2 separate regions of the Bos taurus genome follow, and region 2 is linked to region 1. Evidence: chromatin contacts called from public Hi-C data. All regions are on one chromosome and are shown on one strand. Each heading gives the region's core, a stretch centred on a gene start, on an enhancer-like site or on the middle of the called end of the contact. The rest is flanking DNA. Distances are from core to core; before and after follow the strand shown. Region 1 overlaps LOC112447454 (a long non-coding RNA gene). Region 2 overlaps NDST1 (N-deacetylase and N-sulfotransferase 1).

Region 1 (7,095 bases), core at 1,681-4,180:
AGCAGCCAACAGCCGTCAACAGTGGTACTGGGACTGCGGCCCAGACAGTCTGACTCCAGAGCCCCAATACTTTTAATCTCAGATCCAGGCTTTTTTTTTTTTTTTTAACGTATTTGTCGAGTGGATGAAAGAGGAACTGGGAATTAACCTCGAGAAATCCAAGCCTATTCCTGCACCCTGGAGCACAACCTGGAAGCCCCCCTGCTTCCCTTTCTTCGCAGCAGAGTGTATTTTAATTTGCCCGTGGGCTTCATTCTTTGGAGGGAAGTTCTGCTGGAGGGAGCAAGGGGGATAGTGGGCAGAGGAAGCTGTGGCCCAGAGAGGGAGTGTTAGCTCACCAGAGAAACATTGCCGGACGTCAGAGAGTAACTGCAGCTCAGTGGGAGCTGGGGCTCAAAGATGGGGCCCAGCCTGAAGCAGCACCCTGAATCCTTCCTGGAAACCCTCAGTTTCCATCTTCCACCGGTTGTGACCCACCTGCTTTGGATTTTTACAGAACTCACCTGAGCTTATGGGACTGAACTCTGCCAGTACTTAGCATACAGAGGGGAGAGTTACAGGGTCTGCTATCATTGTCTTTGTCTAGGACTTCCCAGGGGGTTCATTGGTTAGGACTCCATGATTCCACTGCAGGGGGCGTGGGTTTGATCCCTAGTCAGAGAATTAAGGTTCCCACAGCACAGAAAAAAATATTGTACAAAACAAATGCTAAAAAAAAGTCTTTGTCTAAGGAGGAATATAGATGTGAGAGTTGGACCATAAAGAAGGCTGAGGACCGAAGAACTGATGCTTTTGAACTATGGTGTTGGAGAAGACTCTTGAGAGTCCTTTGGACAGCGAGGAGATCAAACCAGCCAATCTTAAAGGAAATCAATCCTGAATATTCATTGGCAGGACTGATGCTGAAGCTGAAGCTCCAATACTTTGGCCACCTGATGCGAAGAACTAACTCATTTGAAAAGACCATGATGCTGGGAAAGATTGAGGGCAGGAGGAGAAGGGGGCAACAGAGGATGAGATGGTTGGATGGCATCACTAGCTCAATGGACATGAGTTTGAGCAAGCTCCGGGAGTTGGTGATGGACAGGGAGGCCTGGTGTGCTGCAATCCATGGGGTCACAAAGGGTCAGACACGACTGAGCGACTGAACAGTAACAACAAAGGATAAATACGGGCAAGAAACAACAGTGTGTGCATCAGGTTTAGCAACAGGCGGTGAGGGGGCCTATGGGGTCCCCGGGGGCAGCTCTGGCTTGGTCAGGGGCCTCCAGGCAGGTGCCTAGAGTAGGGGTGCAGAGGACGAGCAAGGGTCAGCCAAGACAGAAAGAAGAAGGTGGGGAGAGCTCCCAGGCTGAGATAACAGCCTGTGGGAAGCTTGAAGTGTGGGGAGGTGGGCCCTCAGGGCTTCGGGGTTAGGCCTCTGTGCTGTTGGGGAGAGGCTGAGGGCCTTGACGGGCAATGAGCAGCTCCTCCACTCCTAGGCCTAGCCATTTCTGCTGGGTGAGGATGGTCCCAAAGAAAGGCAGTGCCAAAGAATGCTCAAACTACCGCACAATTGCACTCCTCTCACACGCTAGTAAAGTAAAGCTCAAAATTCTTCAAGCTAGGCTTCAGCAATACGTGAACCGTAAACCGCCAGATGTTCGAGCTGGTTTTAGAAAAGGCAGAGGAACCAGAGATCAAATTGCCAACATCCGCTGGATCATGGAAAAAGCAAGAGAGTTCCAGAAAAGCATCTATTTCTGCTTTATTGACTATGCCAAAGCCTTTGACTGTGTGGATCACAATAAACTGTGGAAAATTCTGAAAGAGATGGGAATACCAGACCACCTGACCTGCCTCTTGAGAAACTTGTATGCAGGTCAGGAAGCAACAGTTAGAACTGGACATGGAACAACAGACTGGTTCCAAATAGGAAAAGGAGTACATCAAGGCTGTATATTGTCACCCTGCTTATTTAACTTGTATGCAGAGTACATCATGAGAAACGCTGGACTGGAAGAAGCACAAGCTGGAATCAAGATTGCCGGGAGAAATATGAATAACCTCAGATATGCAGATGACGCCACTCTTATGGCAGAAAGTGAAGAGGAACTCAAAAGCCTCTTGATGAAAGTGAAAGAGGAGAGTGAAAAAGTTGGCTTAAAGCTCAACATTCAGAAAACTGAGATCATGGCATCTGGTCCCATCACTTCATGGGAAATAGATGGGGAAACAGTGGAAACAGTGTCAGACTTTATTTTTTGGGGCTCCAAAATCACTGCAGATGGTGATTGCAGCCATGAATTAAAAGATGCTTACTCCTTGGAGGAAAGTTATGACCAACCTAGATAGCATATTCAAAAGCAGAGACATTACTTTGCCAACAAAGGTCTGTCTAGTCAAGGCTGTGGTTTTTCCAGTAGTCCTGTATGGATGTGAGAGTTGGACTGTGAAGAAGGCTGAGCACCGAAGAATTGATGCTTTTGAGATGTGGTGTTGGAGAAGACTCTTGAGAGTCCCTTGGACTGCAGGAGATCCAACCAGTCCGTTCTAAAGGAGATCAGTCCTGGGATTTCTTTGGAAGGAATGATGCTAAAGCTGAAACTCCAGTACTTTGGCCACCTCATGCGAAGAGTTGACTCATTAGAAAAGACGCTGATGCTGGGAGGGATTGAGGGCAGGAGGAAAAGGGGACGACAGAGGATGAGACGGCTGGATGGCATCACTAGCTCAATGGACATGAGTTTGAGTGAGCTCCAGGAGTTGGTGATGGACAGGGAGGCCTGGCGTGATGCAATTCATGGGGTCACAAAGAGTCGGACACGACGGAGCGACTGAACTGAACTGAACTGAGGATGGTCAGGGTGGGGTCCCAGGGAGCTGCCCCGCCCACCGTGAGGACTGCAGAGGGCTGGAATGATGTCTTTCCCCTGGGTGTCCACTAGATGGCGCCCGATCACCAGGCCTCTGGGGGGACAGAAAGGCTTTGGCTGGGGCTGGTACACTGGAGTGAGGAGTGGGGCGGCGGTAAGCTTTGTAATATCCGAGCCCCGAGCTTGCTTGGGGAGTGTAAACGTAAGTCAGCGTGTGTGTAAATCTTCACGTTTGTCAGGATATCTACTTGGGACACGGCTGTGATTCGGCTTTAGTGTACATTCTCCCTTAGGGCCTTGTCACAGCTCAGGAGCTCAGACTATTACTTCTCCAAAGTGGAACTGAGACAGAAGAAGGTTAGTGCCATGCCCAAGGTCACTTGGCTGGTTCAAAGTGGAGTAAATAGTGATTGCCACCAGGCGTCCTAGGACAGATACCAGCCACGTGGCAGGACCCACTGGTGAAGGACTTGCTCTGAGTCACTCTGAATGGAAGAACAGAGTCCAATGGGTTGGTGGTACTGGGATACGAATCCTGGGCATTTATCCATTTAGCATGTTTGTTGAACACCTACTACCATGTGCCAGGCACCGTGCTGGGCATTGGTGAACAATAAAGCAACTGGTAACAGACATGGAGGCTGTCAGGGAGACAGCCGGAGTTAGCCAGCTGATAAGCAGACCCAAGAAGGTTGGGGGGTTGGTGAGGGAGCCTCAGTCTTAGAAGGGCAGCAACAGGACTCAGGGTCAGAAGGTGCAACCATGAGGCGGGCAGAGAAACAGTTGAAGCAGAGGCTACAGCTCATGCAAAAGCTGCCAAGGCGGAAAAGTGTTGAGCGACTGCAGGGAGATGGGGGGCTTGGGGGGAGAGGGGAGGGAGGGGAGGTCATCCCTGGGGCGGAGTTGGGGGGTGGGGGGAGAGGGTGTCTGATGACTCTGGTGAGGGGTGTGTATTATCATCTACATACCGTAAGAAGGGAGAGGAGCTTTAAGTAGGGCTTGCACAGTGTGATTTGCGTTTCAAAGTCCACTCTGGCTTTGTTTAGGATTCGGGTGAAGATGACCACACAGGTGAGAGAAGATGGTGGCTCAGAGCATGCTGGCAGCTGCAAAGGTGGAGGACAGTATCTAGGTTTGAGAGGTACTTTGGAAGTAGAATCAGCAGGATTTTCAGATGGATTGCATGCAGGGGTGAGGATGATTCCAGGTTCCAAGCATGAGCAACGGGTGGACAGTGGGGCCATTTCCCAAGGTGGGAGAGCCTGGGGGAGGGCCTGAGCTGGGTGGAAGATGGGAAACAAGGTCAGGCTCTGTTATTTTTGAAGCCATCCCTGTGAAATCCTAGTAGAAAGATGGGGCAGGCAGTTGGGGCTCGTTGGAAAGGTTGAGGCCGCTGAAATAATCTCCAGAGCCTCTGTTGTTCATTGTTCAGTCGCTAGATAGCGTCCGACTCTTTGTGATCGCATGGACTGCAGCACACCAGGCTTCCCTGTCCTTCAGTATCTCCAGGAGTTTGCTCAAAGTCATGTCCCTTGAATCAGTGATGCCATCCAACCATCTCATCCTGTCACCCCCTTCTCCTCCTCCTGCCTTCAATCTTTCCTGGCATCAGGGTCTTTTCCAGTGAGTCAGTCAGGAGTCTGTATATTGTGCTTATTACTTATTAGTTTAAAAATATTTATTTATTTGGCTGCACCTAGACTTAGTTGCAGTGCTTGGGATCTGTCTTTGTTGCAGCACGCACACTCTTAGTTGCAGCATGTGGGATCTAGTTCCCTGACCAGGAATTGAACCTGGATCCCCTGCTTTGGGAGCATGGAGTCTTAAACACTGGACCACCAGGGAAGTCCCTAGATTGAACTTAATGTCAAGGGACTGGATGAGCTCACTCAGCCCAAAGTCCAGGCAGCTCAATAATGGGAGACTGTGAGGAAAGCCCCATGGCTTCAGGTGTGATGGGCAGCCTTCTGGATGTATTGATGACTGGTGGAGAGGGGCGGCCTCTGTGAGGGTGGTGCAAGGAAATGGCCCCTGAGGATGTGAAAGACCAGGATTCAGGTGGCCCTGGGGCCACGTGGAGGAGCCGGACTTGCTGACTCTGCCTCTTTGTCTGCTGAGACCTTCCTTCCCAGGAGCGCTTCCCCCACCACCATCTGGCAGATGGCCCCGGGGACACAGACCCTGGTCCCGGGCTAGGGGGGAGGGCGGCTTCTGGGATGGGGCTGTAATTTCAGTTGGGGGCCGGGCTCCTGGGTTTCAGTGCCACCTGGTGTGAGGTTCCTCTTTCTGGCACCTCCCCCACGACTGTCTCTGCTGACCGCCCCACCCCCCTGCTGCAGTTAGTGAGCCTCCTGCAGAGGAGGGGAGGCGGGCCAGGCCCAGGGAGTGCTCCCACCTGGAAGGGGCTGCCAAGTTTAATTAGTGCTTGTGAAGCCTTGGTATCTGCCTCTGAGAGCACCACCTCCCTCTCCCTGGACTTTCATCTTTGAAATTTCCCCACCAGCCTGGATGAAAGGGCCAGGGAGGGGCCAGGTATTAATAGTAATTATTAGTTTCACAAATAAAGAGGAGAAACGGGATTATCTCCGAGCCCAGCCAACTCGTTCGCCCCTCTTTGTGTGCCTGTCTCTCCTTCCTCTGGCTCCATTTCCTTTCTCTTTGCACTTTTCCTCCTCTTCCCCTCTCCTCCCTGCCTCCGGGCCTTGCCTCTTCTGTCTGTCCCCATCTCAAGGCCTCAGGATCCGCTTGCCCCCCTCAGTCTCTCAGCTCTCTGTGTTGGGATATCCGGAGCACCAGGACATTCAGGGAGCACTCCTGTGCTTCTCTGGGGTGCAGAGGCAGAGGGAGAGGCAACGTAGCGGGGAGATGGGGTAGAAGGGTGTCTGTGTCCATTCATTTATTCACTCACTGTTTTCCAAATAGCTACTGAACATCTGCCATGGCCAAAGCACTGGACTGGGCCCTTAGGACTCAGTGCTGGACAGGACAGACACGGCCCTGCCCTGGGGATCTCCCGGGGAGGCTAGGTAGTAAACAGTAAGCTGACAAGTTACACTTGAGGGCATAGATAGATGCCTGCTAGGAAGGGATAAACAGCAGCTATGATGCAGAGCTAAGGGTGGGGGCCCCGTGAGGCTGGGGGATGAGGGACGCATCCCCCTGAGGAGGTGGCGTTCCAGCTGAGAGCTCAACAATGAGAAGGACCTCATGAGAGAATTGTTGAGAAAAGTGTTCAGGGCAGGGAGAACAGCCTTTGCAAAAGCCTGGGGTGAAGACCTCAGAGGTGGACCTTGTGAGAATATGAAAGGAGGATGAGGTGGCAAGAGGTGGGGTCCAGAGAGCGAGGCTGAGGTGCGCTGGGGCGGGTGGGCCCACAGCCGGGCCCCTGTGCACTAAGCGGGGCTCTGTACCTCACTGAATGTCCTGCTGTCCCTGGTTTGGAACTCTTAATTTACTAATTTATTTGGCTTCATCAGGTCTTAACTGTGGCATGCGGAATCTTTCACGTGGCTCATGGGCTCCGGAGTGCTCAGAGGCTCAGTAGTTGTGGCACGGGGACTCAGTTGCCCTACAGCATGTGGGACCTTAGTGAAAGTGAAGTCGCTCAGTCGTGTCCGACTCTTTGCGACCCCATGGGCTGTAGCCTATCAGGCTCCTCCGTCCATGGGATTTTCCAGGCAAGAGTGCTGGAGTGGATTGCCATTTCCTTCTCCAGGGGATCTTCTCGACCCAGGAATTGAACCCGGGTCTCCCGCATTGCGGGCAGACGCTTTACCGTCTGAGCCACCAGGGAAGGCCCGTCCCCGACAAGGGATGGAACTTGTGTCCCTTGCATTGGAAGGCAGATTCTTAACCACTGGACCACCAGGGAAGTCCCTTTGGAGTTCTTCATTTTTAAGCAAGGGGTTCTTCTATGTTTGCATTTTGTACTGGGCCTCATCAATATGTAGCTGTCCCTGCTTGGGGAGGTCAGCAAAAGAAGTGACTTAAAAAAAAAAAAAAGTAAACGTGTATAGAAATTTGAAGGCTGGTGGGCTGGTGTTTGGTGAATGAATGAATGAACGGAGGAATTTGGGTGCACATGTGTGTGAGCTTACCTATGAGGCTGTCACCGGGCCATGTAGGCCTGGCCAGGAACGCTGCTGACACACAGCCGTGGCCCTGTCGTGCTCCCGAGTCCTGCAGCGCCTGCTACATTTCTCAGGGCCGTTGCCAGAGAGGCTCCAGGGGCTAAGCCCAA
Region 2 (6,387 bases), core at 800-3,299, 43 kb after region 1:
CAACACGAGGCCTCTGCCTGGGGCATGGAGGCAGCCTTCCTGTCTCATGTTGTGGGTTCTCTGCCTGTCTGGGATGGGGCAGGGGATGGTCAGGACCCTCAGGCTGAGGTCCTGCCTCTCTGGGGACCTGTGGTGCCTCATCTGTCCATGAAGGAAGGCTTTCCTGTTGCTAGGGATGCCGATCAGCCTGCATTGAGGCAACTGGGGCCGGTCACCTGCAGGGAGCAGGAACCTACCCGTCCCTGGGTAGGTTCTGGGCTGCAGACCTAGTTTAGGAATGGTGTGGAGTGCTGGGCAGCTGCACAGAGGCTGGGGCTCCAAGTGGGCCGGCTTCGGGTAGTCCTAGCTCTGCCCTTGCCCAGCTGTGTGACTTTGAGTCAGTTGCTTCATCCCCTCTCTGAGCATAGATTTCCCCTCTGTGAAGTGCACGTATCAGTGACACCACCTCTCAGGGTGTGAGGATTGGGTGTGATGAATCAGGGGAAGCCAGCGTCTGGCTGGCAGGGTACCAGGAGTTCAGTCAGTGTCGGCTGCCATCAGCGAGGGAGGTTAGGATATTTGCAAAGAAATATCTTACTGTTTTTTTTTTTTTCTTTCCCCCAAGTGCCAGTGATCCAAGCCTAAGAGAAATAGCTGGGAATGAATTTGACTGCATAGGTGGATTTGGGCGTTGGGTGGAGACAGCCCTATTTTGAGGAGCTCTGTGGGCTAATGAAGAGCGTACTCCGTGAGGGTCCTGCCCGCCTTGGTTTGCCTGAGAGCTCCAGTGGGGCCAAAGGGCAGCTGCTCCTGCGCCCTCTCACTCCCCACTTTGCTGCCCTGCTGTCTTGTTTGTTTGCTCAGTAAACCCTATTTTCAGAGCTGGTGCAAAGGTACACTCTCAACTCAGGCCTTGCGGAAGAAAGACAAATTCTCAACAAGTAGGAGGTCTTGGTTCTTGAGATTTTTGTTGGGCATTCCCCTCTGGGGAACCCAGAACAGATCCTAGGTTGGGTGCTGGGGAGTGAACCAGTGCTTTATGGTTTGTTTGCTTGTTGATTGATGCGTGATTTGTGGGTCTGCTTGCAGGCAGGATCGTGAGAGGCTGCTTTTGATGTTAAAAGACACATAAGATGCTTGAAAACAAAAACAGAAAGTGCAGCATTTGAAGGGAACAGAGGACGGGGTGTGCAGGCGCTGGCCTGTGTCAGCTGTCCTCAGTGGACTTGGAGGGCACGTGCTGCTGAAGGATGGATGGGCTGGGGAGATTCCCAGTTGCCACTCGTTAGCAAGCCCCAGACTGCTCTGGGCCTTGGTTTCCTCATCTGTCAAATGAAGGGAATGTTGTTCATAGTGGTGTAGTGAGGGGTAAATAATAGCATGTAGTACAGGCATATCATGTCTAATACATGAGAGTTCATGCTTTAATACGTTTAGCTTGGCAGTTCCTTGTAGCAGATTGAAAAAGGGAAAGGTCATTGGCAGGGGTTCTTCACTCTTATGTACCTACCATGGGTGGGTGATCACTTCTGTCTTGGAAAGCTTTTGGTGAAGTTGGGGCCCAGTGTGCTAGTCTTGATTGCAGCTGACATCTCTGGCACATCAGTCTGGCCCTGCATGCCCTGCCATGGTACAGGGCAGGAGAGCTCATCCAGGACTTCTGAAATTCAGAGCTGGTAGAGTCAACTCTCAGCTGAGGCTGGCCTTGGAGGAGGATGTGTAGGCTTTCTTTGTGGATAAGAAAATGGGCCAAGGCAGGTGGGGGTGGGGCAGGCCTGGCAGGGCAACCCGAGGTGGTCCTTTCATCTCTCTGGGCCTCCGTGTCCCCGTGTGCTCACTGCAGGGTGGGCCATACACTCTGCAATCCTGAGACCCTTCAGCCAGACTGCCGACCGTCCCTTGGTGGCAACCGTGGACTCCAGGGTGACGGATAGGCAGCCCTTTGGCCCCCAGCCAGGCGGCACTGCGGGGCTGTGGGGGGTGGGGCGTGCGGCAGATTCCAGCAGAGGAAGGGATTTGCTTCTGGTCTCGGCCTCCCAAGGGTGTGATTGCGCCAGAGAAACTCCTGCACAGCTGGGAAGCAAATGTGAAGGATTTTCTTTGCTATACATGTGGTGGGTGGGGCAGGCTGGGGCAGGGTAGCTGGTGGAACAGAGTGACTGTGGGGTGTGGCTGGGTAATGGGTGGTGGTGTGACTATGCTGGGGGTGTGACAGGCTGGGAGGGGCCGAGTCAGCTGTGGGGAACGGCCCTGGGATTGCGTGTGGGGCTCCCAGTGGCCAGCCAGCAGCCACTTCTCCTCCCTGAGGCTGAATGCCCATTCACATACTTTTGAGCCTGTTTGCGGGCTCTCCCCGCACTTCTTCTCAACTCCCCACCCCATCCTTGTGCCTGTGGCCCAGAGGCCCGTGTTGACCCATTTGAACATCTCAGCACCATGTAAGTTTGCTTGTCCATTCATGTGCCTGTGAGTGTGGAGGAAGTAGGGGGCATGGTCAGGAGTGACCCAGGCAGGAAATAAAATCTGGGCTGGGTGACCGTGCGGGGCTCTGGGTCCTGGCCTCCATTCAGCCTGCAGCAGCAGCAGCACGCCAGAGACCTAGGACCGTGGAGCCCAAAGGCCTGCACCTTCAGTGCCCAGTGCCCTGCTTGGTACCTGTCGGGGCTCGGTAGGAACCAAATGAGGAAGCAGAGAATGGATCATCTGCTTGTTCCCGACTTCCAGTGTGCGCCCAAACCTGACCTCTCTTCCTGTTTCTGGATCCACTATCAATTTGATATGTGGTCTTTGGCCAGTTCTTTCTTGAGTTTCAGTTTCCAAATCCATTAAGTGAATAATCATCTTGTTAGCCTGTAATCACCATGTGCCAGGCACTGAGCAGTTTTACACAGATCATCTCTCTCAGTCTTGGCAATAGCCCTGCAAGATAGATAAGTAGTATAAACCCCATTTTACGCTGGGGAAACTGAGACTCAGAGAGGTGGAGAGATTTGCACAAAGACCTTTAACAAGGATGCTAGCAGCTACTGCATCACTGCCCCACAGATGTTTGGGATGACACAGCATGATGCATGCAGCTCTTCATGGGAGGCTGCTGCACATGGAGGCAGCAAGTGCACGGGAGCTGGGTTGTTAGGTGCACTTCACCGTCAAAGGCTCAGGGGGCTCTTGGTCTCACTTCAGAGCCCACCTGTCCATCCAGGGCAGAGCTCAACCTCCTCCCCAGTCCTCCTCTCTAGACAACTTGGTTTCTGAGAAGTTCCTTGTAGCTTCTGCCTCTTTTCTCTTTGCGTCCTAGAGAGGATTCTGGGGGCACCTGAGCATTTTGGAGTGGGGGGTGGGGTCATGAGTGACTTTGAACAGAGCAGTGGCCACAGTTACCGTGGTATTTCCCGAAAGTGCAGCGTTGCCATGGCATCTCCATGACAACCAGAGCATCTCATTCATTATCCCCAGCACCTTGGCAGGGAAAGCTGGGCCTAGGGCTGAAAGAGCACAGTTGGAGGCTTGGTTGAGGGCTTGGTAGCTGAGGTCCCCTCATGCTCTCCCCTGTCCCTGCCAAGATTCCCCTATAGGCTCTGGAGCCATCACCATTTCATGGGGTTTGGGTTCAGATTTCATTTCTGCCACTGACTAGCTGTGTGGTTTAAGTGGCTTAACATCTCTGAGCCTTATTTTCTGCAACTGTAAATGTGAATGACAGTATTAGTTGTAAGGATTAATTGAGATAAAGTATGTAAAAGTGCTTAGCACACTGCCGGGCACAGGTCATAAGTTCCGGTCCTGCTGCCATCTGCAGGCTCCAGGGTACAGAGCCATGTGTAGAAACACTCAAGTCTGCTTCTCCTGGACTGCATGCTCGGGTGTGCTCAGGGGTTGGTATGTGTGTGTGAGTGTGTGCACTTAAGTGCTTAATTGCTCAGTTGTGTTCCACTCTTTGCAACCCTTTGTTGCTTTTTACTTTTTATTTATTATTTTATTTTTGGCTGTGCCGGATCTTCGTTGCTGTGTGTGTTTTTCTCTAGTTGTGGTTTTAAGGGGCCACTCTCTAGTTGTGGTATGAGGGCTTCTCATTGTAGTGGCTTATCTTGTTGCGGAGCATGGGCTTTAGGGCTTGCAGGCTTCAGTAATTGAGGCATGTTGGCTCAATTGTTATGGCTCCCTGGCTCTAGAGCACAGGCTCAATAATTGTGGCACACAGGCTTAGTTGCCCTGACTGTGGGATATTCCCAGATCAGGGATTGAACCTGTGTCTCCTCCATTGGCAGGTGGATTCTTTACCACTGAGCCACCAGAGAAGCTCTTTTTGTGACCCAGTGGACTGTAGCCCACCAGGCTTCTCTGTCCATAGAATTTTCAGGCAAGAATACTGAGTGGATTACCATTTGCTTCTCTGGGGATCTTCCTGACCCAGGGATTGAGCTTGCATCTCCTGTGACTCCTGCATTGTAGGTAGATTCTTTACTTGTTGAGCCATCAGGGAGCTAAATGAGGGAGGGAGGTCAGCTATGGGACTGTGTTCACCCACCTGAGGCCGGAGCTTGAAGTATAAGCTACAAAGGTAGCCAGTGGGTGTGCATGCCCCATGCTGAGTTCAGCCATTCAGTCGTGTCCAACTCTTTGCGACTCCATGGACTGTAGCCTGTCAGGCTCCTCTGTCCGTGGGATTTCCCAGGCAAGAGTACTGGGGTGGGCTGCCATTTCCACAGGCGTAGTGTCACTAAAACGTGTTTTGTTTTTTAATGGACTTTTTCTTTTTTATTTTGCCACACCATGCAGCGTGTGGGATCTTAGCGCATCAACCAGGGATTGAAACTGTGCAGAGTCTTAATCACTGAACTGCCAGGGAAGTCCCTCAAATGTGCTGTTTTTCAAGAAGTTGGAAGTTCTTTTTTTTTTTTTGCCAGTAAACAACTTAGTCTTCTATTTGCCTAAGGCCAGCTGTTGCAGGCGCTGAGGCCCCAAGACTTCCAGAAGGGATGAGGGGTGGGGTGGCGAGCCATCCTGCCTCCCAGCTGCTGCCTGCCCCATCCTGCTTCCTGCAGGAGATGGGAGAGTGGATGAAATGTACCCTTTTGCCATCAAGTATCTCCTCAATTTTGTGTGTGTGTCAGTAGCTCAGTCGTGTCCAACTCTGCCACCCCATGGACTGTAGCCCATCAGGCTCCTCTGTCCAAGGGATTCTCCAGGCAAGAGTAGTGGAGTGGGTTGCCATTTCCTTCTCCAAGAAGTTGGAAGTTCTGACTTTTATATGAAATCTCCTGATTTTAAGATGCTGATAGCTAGTCTCAAAGAAAAATGCTGTCAAAGAATTTTGCATCCTGTTTTGGCTGGGGGGTCCTGGTTCTCAGCTTCTATGCTATAGAGTAGGGATGGGGCGGGAGCCCGAGGAATGGGACGTGAGGGCAGGAAAGGGGTTGGTGGGTGGAGATGACTTCAGAGACATGATGATATTGGAACTGGGGTCTTGAAGGATGAGTAAGTGTCCCAAGGGGTAGGGGAAGACATTCCAAGCAATGGGAACTTCATTAACAAAGGCCTAGATGCATGACCAAGACTGGTGACTGGTTGGGCGAGGCTGGAGTTTAGGAAAATGGCTGGTGATGTCGGCAAGGCCCAGGGCAGGAGGGAAGTGTTGAGGCCTCAGCCCCTAGATGTCCCTGAGGCCTGCGTGGCTCCACAGAGGTTTGAAAGCTTTGGTTGGCATCCCTTGAGCCACAGGAGTGCAGGAATTCAGGCAGACATGGAGGGCCTTGGATGGCTGGTGCCAGGCCCTTGAGGGGTTGCAGTGGGGGCCGCACTGGAGGCCCCCGTGGCCAGCTCGATGGTGGTCAGCGATTTGCCAGGATACTCGGCCTTCTCTGGGGCCAGGGGCCAGTCGGTCACCCGCTTTCCCCCTTTACCCTTTCTTGGGCTTGAGCTTTGCATGGCCTTCTCTCTAGCCTTATGGCTTCTATATGGCCTCTGTTCATCCATCCAGTTCCCCAGCAAGGCATGGCTCCTGAAAGTGGGGATTTGGGATTCCAAGGGCCGTTAGAGACTTAGAGAGTGCCCGGAGCTTCACGGTGCTTTGTGGGCTCAGGTGTTACCCACGTTATGAGTACGTTAAATAGGAATACATGAAAACAGCAGCTGGGCCTTCCTCAGGGTTGTGTGCCAGGCTTGACACTTCCTATGTATCCACTCATTTAATTTTCACAACTTCGGAAAGTATGTCAAGTTTTCCAGTTTTACAGATTAGGAAACTGGGGGCACTTAAAGAACTTGCCCCAGATGACACAGTTACTGGGTGGTAGGGCTTGGGTTTAAACGAAGCTGCCTAGCTCTAGTCTGCTCGTTAAGCTCTATTGACCTAGGGCTTTAGGGAGTTGGAGGCCCTGGGTTTGGACTATGAAGTTGTTGCAACAT

The links. Hi-C and Micro-C count contacts between places; a contact is called where the count stands out from the background.
Region 2: a Hi-C map of liver shows a contact between it and region 1, with 2.6 times the contacts expected there. The contact joins two enhancer-like sites. A contact is called at or near these places in 2 of 11 Hi-C or Micro-C datasets (liver and skeletal muscle).

What each region holds. Positions count from the first base shown.
Region 1 is chr7:61,791,576-61,798,670 of ARS-UCD2.0, forward strand. LOC112447454 (a long non-coding RNA gene) reads right to left here. Exons shown (of 4, transcript XR_009495308.1): 3 at 3,824-3,961. Among named protein-coding and RNA genes, the nearest start is that of RPS14, 17 kb to the left of the region's middle. Within about 2 kb of position 2,931, at least 8 of the 102 cell types and tissues checked have an H3K27ac peak or open chromatin away from gene starts, as enhancers often do. A contact at or near this core is called in liver and skeletal muscle, where this site is marked.
Region 2 is chr7:61,835,667-61,842,053 of ARS-UCD2.0, forward strand. All of the region lies in intron 2 of NDST1 (N-deacetylase and N-sulfotransferase 1), which reads left to right. Among named protein-coding and RNA genes, the nearest start is that of NDST1, 24 kb to the left of the region's middle. Within about 2 kb of position 2,050, at least 53 of the 102 cell types and tissues checked have an H3K27ac peak or open chromatin away from gene starts, as enhancers often do. A contact at or near this core is called in liver and skeletal muscle, where this site is marked.